Linked DNA regions of Sus scrofa: region 1 is linked to region 2. A link is a contact called in public Hi-C data. All regions are on one chromosome and are shown on one strand. Each heading gives the region's core, a stretch centred on a gene start, on an enhancer-like site or on the middle of the called end of the contact. The rest is flanking DNA. Distances are from core to core; before and after follow the strand shown. Region 1 holds the start of FGL1 (fibrinogen-like protein 1). Region 2 overlaps MTUS1 (microtubule-associated tumor suppressor 1).

Region 1 (3,602 bases), core at 763-3,262, 180 kb after region 2:
ATCCGCAACCAGGTAGCTCACAGCAACGTCTGATCCTTAAACCACTGAGTGAGGCCAGGGATCGAAGCCGCAATCTCATGGTTCCTAGTTGGATTTGTTTCCACTGAGCCAGGACGGGAACTCCTCCCGTGCATTTTCTTAATCAAAAAATCCCTCCAAGGAGTCAGTAGACCTCAGTTTAGACCTGGCCTCTTTCACTAGGAGCTGTCAGAACTTTGGTGATTTATTTAATCTATCATTGGTAAAATGAACTGATGCAGAACCAATCTCTTCAGGATAGTTGTGAGAATTAAGAAAGTCACAATAGGAGTTCCCATCGTGGCGCAGTGGTTAACGAATCCGACTAGGAACCATGAGGTTGCGGGTTCGATCCCTGCCCTTGCTCAGTGGGTTAACGATCCGGTGTTGCCGTGAGCTGTGGTGTAGGTCGCAGACGCGGCTCGGATCCCGCGTTGCTGTGGCTCTGGCGTAGACTGGCCCCTAGCCTAGGAACCTCCATATGCCGAGGGAGAGGCCCAAGAAATGGCAAAAAGACAAAAAAATAAATAAATAAAAAATTAAGGGCAAAAGTAAACCATTAAAAAAAAATAAAAAGAAAATCACAATAGATGAAATGCTTAGTACAAAATAAACACTATTTTTAAAAAAATCCTTCCAAGGTAAGAATATTATTAGTTTCTCCTCATTTCATAGATGAGGCAAATTGAAGCTCAGAAAGGTTAAGTAACTTATCCAAGATCTTAGAGCACGGTGGAATTACAATGAGGCCTAAGGCACGGTGGACTACAGTAAATACAATCCATTAGCTGCTCTGTGCTCTGAGTTTTCTTACAAAACAGAATTGATTTATATCATATCCTATTTCTTCATCATTCACTAAAATATTTGCTTTTAAAGGGCATGGACTATGCTTTTGTTACCTAAGTAATTAGCACTATTAGACATACAGAAAGTATTTTAAAATGTACCTCAGGGAGTTCCCTAGTAGTCTAGTGGTTAGGACTTAGTGCTTTCACCACTATGGCATGGATTCAGTCCTTGGTCTGGGAACTGAGATCCCATGTCAAGCCACTACACACTCTGGCCAAAAAAAAGTATGACAAATAAACAGTGTCAAAGATCACTGTACTGGAATGGAACCTGGATTCAGCTGCAAATTACAGCAGCAGGAAGGGTTTTATCTGAATTATGTACTGAGATGCAGTTCTATTAACTGCTTTTGTGAAAAAATTTCTATTGGTAACAGAACAATTTGCTGTTGGAACCCAGATGCCATTCTTCATTCTTCCTATTCTTATTTTGCGTAAAACAAAATTATCCCACAATTACAAACGGTCTTAAAAAAACAATGTCCTTGCATGCAAGAAAAATTGACTAGCATTTCAAAATTTTCAGATAGCCACACAGGCGTTGTCACTTGACCATATTTTTGGGGTTTGTAATGAAGTAGGACCCTGTGGGGCCTTGGGGGCACGTCTTTCCCCCCATATCCTCTGCTTTAGCTCCTCTCTGAAGTACCTAGATAACAGTATCTGATGCACATTTTCAGAGTTGTTTTACAGATGTGAAAACCTCCCACAAAACGCACGATGTTAACTACTTGATGACAATGAGCCCATGGCCCTCTAGCCTCCTGGAGCCTAAGGATTGATGTCAACCCGGAAGACACCACGCTGTTACTTCACCTTCAACCAGAGAGCTGTGCAGGAGCTGAACACACACCCTGCAACTCCCTTCCCTTACCTGGCTTTTAAAAATGCTTTGCCAAAACTCTTTACAGAGTTCCATGTTTTAGCAGCACGAGCCACCCTTCTCTTTGCATGGCCCTAAAATTAACTTTTCTCTGCTCCAAAATGATTTCTCTGTTTGACTTCACTATGCTTCCCGCGAACAAATTTGCATTCCCTAGCATTTTAAGGGAGAATGTGTAAATAAACTAACCTTAAAAGTGTCGCTGCTGAGAGAAGAATAAAAAAAGAATTCAAAGACCATAGTCTTAGAGAAAACTTCTGGATACTAAATTTTGATGAAGGTCAGCTGGTTCTTCAAAGGAAAAAGTAGGGCATTAATCCAAGGCGGTGTTAATTATTAACATGTGTGACTCTATCCTTGACCAGCTGTATGATGTTCCTCCAATTAACTCATGGGATTTTCCTCACGTGTAAACTTAGGACCAGATTGCACGGGCGCTTTTGTTTTCAACCTTCCTGTGAGGAAGCTCTTGGTGGACAGGGAACAGGAGAGCGATGCCCAGCTTTAGTCTTTAGTCTTTCCTTTCCAGCAAGCACAACCCGGAGCTGGAAGCCCCACGGAAACCACTACGCGCCTCCGCGCATTTCCCAGCTGCCTGAGGCGGAAGTCAACCCACTTCCGTCAGGGCCTCCAGCCCCTGGCAGGGCGATCGGCGCCCGAAGCGCACAGCATGTTGGGACTTGTAGTCATTTCTTTCGGGCGGCTGAGCGGGCGCGTATAACCTCAGGTTGACCTGGCATTCTGGGATATGTAGTCTCCAGTGGCTCGTTTGTGCAATAGGCACCGCTGCCAGAGGTGACACCATAGACTCCAGCGGATCACATGACTCCAGTCTAGAGCGTGGATCACACTGTAGCTCCCGCCCGGGCGAGTTTCGCCCCCGCGCGGCCGTTGCCGCGGAGACGGCGCATGTCTCCCCTCCCGTTGCCCCTCTGCAGTCCCCCCGCCCCTCTTCTCCCACCACAATGAGATCCTAAGATGGCGGTGGCTGCGGCGGTTGGCGCCGAGTAGCTGAAGTAGAAGAGGCGGCCATTGGGCCCTGAGCAGCCAGGGAACTTGGGGACTCTCCCTGGCTCGGACTCGAAGGGAAGACCGCTGCCGGTGGCGGGGCGTGGGAGCGACCGCTCCTCCGCTCTTGGCAGGAGCTTGTGCTTCGTTTACAGGTAATGCCTGCGCGTCCTCAGCCCTTGGCAACCGAGGGTAGCGCGGCTCTGGGCGGGAGAGCGACGGCCCTGACACGCTTGACCCTGGAGGGCCTGGGTCTGGGCTCCTGGGTCCTCTTGCTTCCAGTCTGCTGGGCAGGCAGCCCGCCCCTACTCCGGACGGACCGACGCAATCTCGGGGTACGCTTCTGGAGACGCAGTGGCGTTTTCGGAACTCCCTTCTAGCCTCCCCGCCCCTCTCTCTTTCTTGCCCGCGGAGGAGGCCGCCCTGCGCCTCGGGAGTTCCAGGAATGTCCGTTGCGAGGGGAGGAAACGGAGTAGGGGGCTGCGGTTTGATTGCCAGGGGCGGGGAGTCTAGTTTTTCATAGCCAGGGGCCTTCATCACTGCGCTTCTGCTCTCCCCTCTTCCCCCTAGATTCCATTCTGTGGGGCTCTGGATGTCCAGAATTTGGGGTGGCGAAGGGCGGATGAGGAGCGACGCGATTTGGGGGTTGGGCTGTGAGCAGCGGCGTTTTTGCTGTCTCGGGTGTTCTTGGAGCGGAAGGGCCGGGGGAGGCGTTCCTGAGTTTGGCCAAGAGGGGTTTTATGCTGGCGACGGGAATGTTAAATTTCCTAGCTCTTCCCTCCCCCCGCCATCCCTGACTGCAGGTCAGTTCGGATCGGCCCAGAGAGGGGAAAACTAAATGC
Region 2 (3,757 bases), core at 904-3,403:
GGTGGCCATCCTATGATGAGGAAGAGACTGAGGCTCAATACGACTAATCCTTCTCTCACTCACCCCGCTCACTTCAACACTCCAAATACCGCCTTCCAAACCATGAGGCACCACCTCATTGCCGTGAAGAAAATAAATGTGGTTGCAAAGATTTGCTGCTGCCAGGATTCTGAAGATAATCTAGGCCTGCCTTCCCATTCATCAGGTGAGGATATTGAGGCCAGGAGAGTATGTCCAACTTCAATGAGTTGGTAATAAAGCTAGGATGAGTCCAAGGTGGACGCCCTTCTCTACATCTCGCACTGTGCGTGTGCAAGGCTGGCCATGGAGCAAGGGAGAAAATGCTCCATTTCTTCAATTAATAACCTCTACCTGTTCTCTGGTTTTGTGCACAGAGCTTTGGTGTGTGCCCTTACCTCCACCTTACCATTTGCTTCTCAAAAATAAACAGGCTTAACGTGTTTTTGTGGCCAAACTGCTAGGAGAAGGAAGCCCTTGGACTTCACATTTGCTAATATGGCAAAATTACAAGCTCTCCTGAGACCTCCTTCTACACCCACACAAAGGTCCTCAAACCTTCAATTCTTTTCAAAAACTACAATGTATAACTTATTTTTATCAAATGATCTTAAAGACTGGACTTTAGCTACCTGAGTCTGGAAGAGCTTAGACCACTTAACCTCTAAAAATGAGTACATCTGAAATAGAAACTACTGTGCAATGTTCTGTGCTAATATCTAAAAAAAAAAAAAGAAAGAAAGAAAAGAAAAAATCAATACTGTTACTTTAAATTTTTCCAGACTTAAAAGAACACACACAAAGAACCTGCTGAAACCCCCAAGTAAGAAAATTGTATTGCCTTCGGTATCCTGATTTAGTCAATTTACAACTTGGTAATGATATTTCTATAGCATCCCTAAGTACGGACTGAGAACCAGATGCTAATTTTACAACAGCACTATGCAATCTCAGAAGTTCCTCAATGATTCCACTAACGGCACCACATCACAAAGAAAATGAATAGACGAAACAAGAAAACATTCTTTAAAAGGGTTCAAATGCTTACCCCAATATGAATCTACAACACTGATCAAAAGATTAAGGTGCTTCCTAACACGATCCACTATTACCGGAAATTGGAAAATTCAGCTCAAAATGATTTTTTCACGTTTTAAGGTAATCTTTAAAAAGTCTACATTTTAAATATTTTTAGACATACTATGAGTAAGATTATTTAAAATGTGATGTTTTCATCTTAATTCTGGGAAAGTATTTTTCTATGCTCACACAATGATTAGGTCGACACAAAAACTACCAGAAATTTAATCAGAAATGAGACCATTAACCAGTCCTTTATAAGGTAATTTCGTGTGCCAAGAACACCAACAATAGTGCTGAATTATATTTAGTCCGAGTCCCAAAACATATAAAACACACAATAAAATTGGTTCCATATAGAATCATTCACAACTTAAATATAAATATGTCTGAGAAATGCTACAATGAACAAATTACAAGCTAGGAAAATAGCAATCAAGAGGTGCTACATCAATTTATTGAATAAAATTTAAGCATGCTAAAAAAGAAAGAATCAAACCAGAAATCATCGACCTACTTCTTTTCCCAGTAAACGTGGCTAACAAAGGAACTATACAAAGGCTGTAGGATCCCAGAACCAGCAGTGTCAATAGGGTGGCATCATAGTGCCTCTCTGAGCCAGCCGGTGGGGTGAGTGTAGAATTGATAAATATTTTTGAAGAAGTATCCGTTTCTGTACAACTGCGAAATCCTCCTGGTATAGTCATTTAAAAGGATCAAAGCAAGCTTAAGCAAGGAAAGCTGCAGCCATGTTCACTCTCCTGTGCCTCATGCATCTCTCAGTGAATTCGAGGGGAGGGAAAAAAAAAAATCTCTAAGCTCCAAGGCACTGCACATTAGAGCTTAAACTAGCTGGCAAATCAGACTAAGAAAGAGACTCATTGATTTGAATGCTTAATCTGCTACAGGGACACAGAGCCACTGGCCAGGCTCTGTGGGTTTACGGGAAGCCCCTTTGTTAAAAGACAAAAAGGAGAGGACAAAAGCTTCCGACACCCTCCTCACAGTGTCAGAGTGTCAGACACAGGAACGGGGCTGGGCAACATGGCCGTAGCGGGGACGCCTCCTGCCCGGGTCCCCAATTCCCTACACACCCCTACAGCCCTCCAAGGGCACCTGCGTGCCTCTGTTGTGGCAGTTTCTTTTTGGCATTTCCCATTACAAACAGCAAAAGCTGCAAGTGAAATGACCTTAAGATAATGACTGTGTGAATGACCTTTTCAGATGCATCGCAAACCCGTCTGATCTTACGCCACAACTTCCAAATTTAAACGATATGCAGAGAATTGTCCCATTTAATTTCAAGTTGCATGTTTCAGGGCTCCGGGAGGTCCGGTACACAGCTACTTACTACTCTCGTAGGAGACCAGCCCACTGCTGCTAAGAGCCCTCTGGGGGACGTGGTCATTAATTCAGTCATGAATTCAGTGCCCTGCCCTCCACCAACACAGTCTAAATTGTGTCACATTCTGGCTGAGTGCCCTTTGGATCAGGGACAATCTCTCTGAGCCGCAATTACCACGCATATAAAATCAGGATAACAGAAGTTATTTGAGAGAAACTAAAGTGCTCCACACCCAGACACCCAGAAGGTTCAGTAACCATGCTCCACTTTGCCTCTGTCCCTCACCAGAAAGAAGAAATTGACACCCCCCCAAAGCAGAGAGAACGCCCCTCCCCCCCGCCACTCCCTCATAGCTCGCTTTATCGGCTATCCTACTTATCCACATAAATGTTTTCTTTCTCCTCAACTATCTTTTATATCCCATATCCCTCACAGCATCTACAGTGGTGCCTGGACACAGCAGAAACTCCAAAATTAGGTTAAATTAGTCAATCCATTGAATTATTTTGTAAAAAGCAATTAAAAAGGAAATGAACGAATCAATACTAAGACCTAATACATCTTTTGAAAGAAAGGAAAGACTCAATTCACCCATTTCATACACAGAAACAGAATTCACATGAACTGGAAGCTTTAAAAATATTTTCAGCTTGCGTTACTTAAAGCTAGGCTTGAAGTTGTAATATACTGTTCTTGTTACACTGAATCTAGCATGAAAGTATATGACTAGAAAAAAAAATATCTACAAAATATAGCCTTTTACAAAGTAAAATGAAACTGAAGTTATCTTTTAAAAAAACTTCCAGTTATGTTCCAAAAGCCCCTAGATTGCTTTCTTTCCTTAAATAAGCCCAAACCACCATCACTGCAAATGGTACAGTTTAGAATCCTTGAAGAAAAAAATACCAGTTGCCTTCAACACATAAATATTTCAGTGTCGGGGAGTTCTGTCGTGGCGCAGTGGAAACAAATCCGACTAGGAAACATGAGGTTGCAGGTTCCTTCCCTGGCCTCGACCAGTGAGTTAAGGATCCTGTGTTGCCGTGAGCTGTGGTATACGTTGCAGACACGGCTCGGATCCCAAGTTGCTGTTGCTGTGGCTGTGGCATAGGCCGGTGGCTACAGCTCTGATCAGACGTCTAGCCTGGGAACCTCCATATGCTGCAGGTGCAGCTCTAAAAAGACAAAAAAATAAAAATAAAAAAAAATATTTCAGTGTCTCACAGCACGTTCATCAAAAGAGAATGCCACTGAATGAATTTTTCATGCCAAATTTATAGAGAAATTCCGAGGGAGAAGCAGGATTTATATTTT

The links. A called contact is a pair of places that touch in the nucleus more often than the background predicts.
Region 1: a Hi-C map of liver shows a contact between it and region 2, with 5 times the contacts expected there. The contact joins the promoter of FGL1 here to the enhancer-like site in region 2. A contact is called at or near these places in 31 of 47 Hi-C or Micro-C datasets (adipocytes, adipose tissue, alveolar macrophages and 17 more) and 2 of 2 datasets of contacts at active chromatin or transcription factors (alveolar macrophages and skeletal muscle).

The regions. Positions count from the first base shown.
Region 1 is chr17:5,594,422-5,598,023 of Sscrofa11.1, forward strand. FGL1 (fibrinogen-like protein 1) reads right to left here and starts at 2,013. Exons shown (of 8, transcript XM_021077952.1): 1 at 1,942-2,013. PCM1 (pericentriolar material 1 protein) reads left to right here and starts at 2,578. Exons shown (of 41, transcript XM_021077917.1): 1 at 2,578-2,915.
Region 2 is chr17:5,416,363-5,420,119 of Sscrofa11.1, forward strand. The region is part of intron 3 of MTUS1 (microtubule-associated tumor suppressor 1); the gene reads right to left. Among named protein-coding and RNA genes, the nearest start is that of MTUS1, 89 kb to the right of the region's middle. Within about 2 kb of position 2,154, at least 25 of the 83 cell types and tissues checked have an H3K27ac peak or open chromatin away from gene starts, as enhancers often do. A contact at or near this core is called in adipose tissue, brain, liver and 1 more, where this site is marked.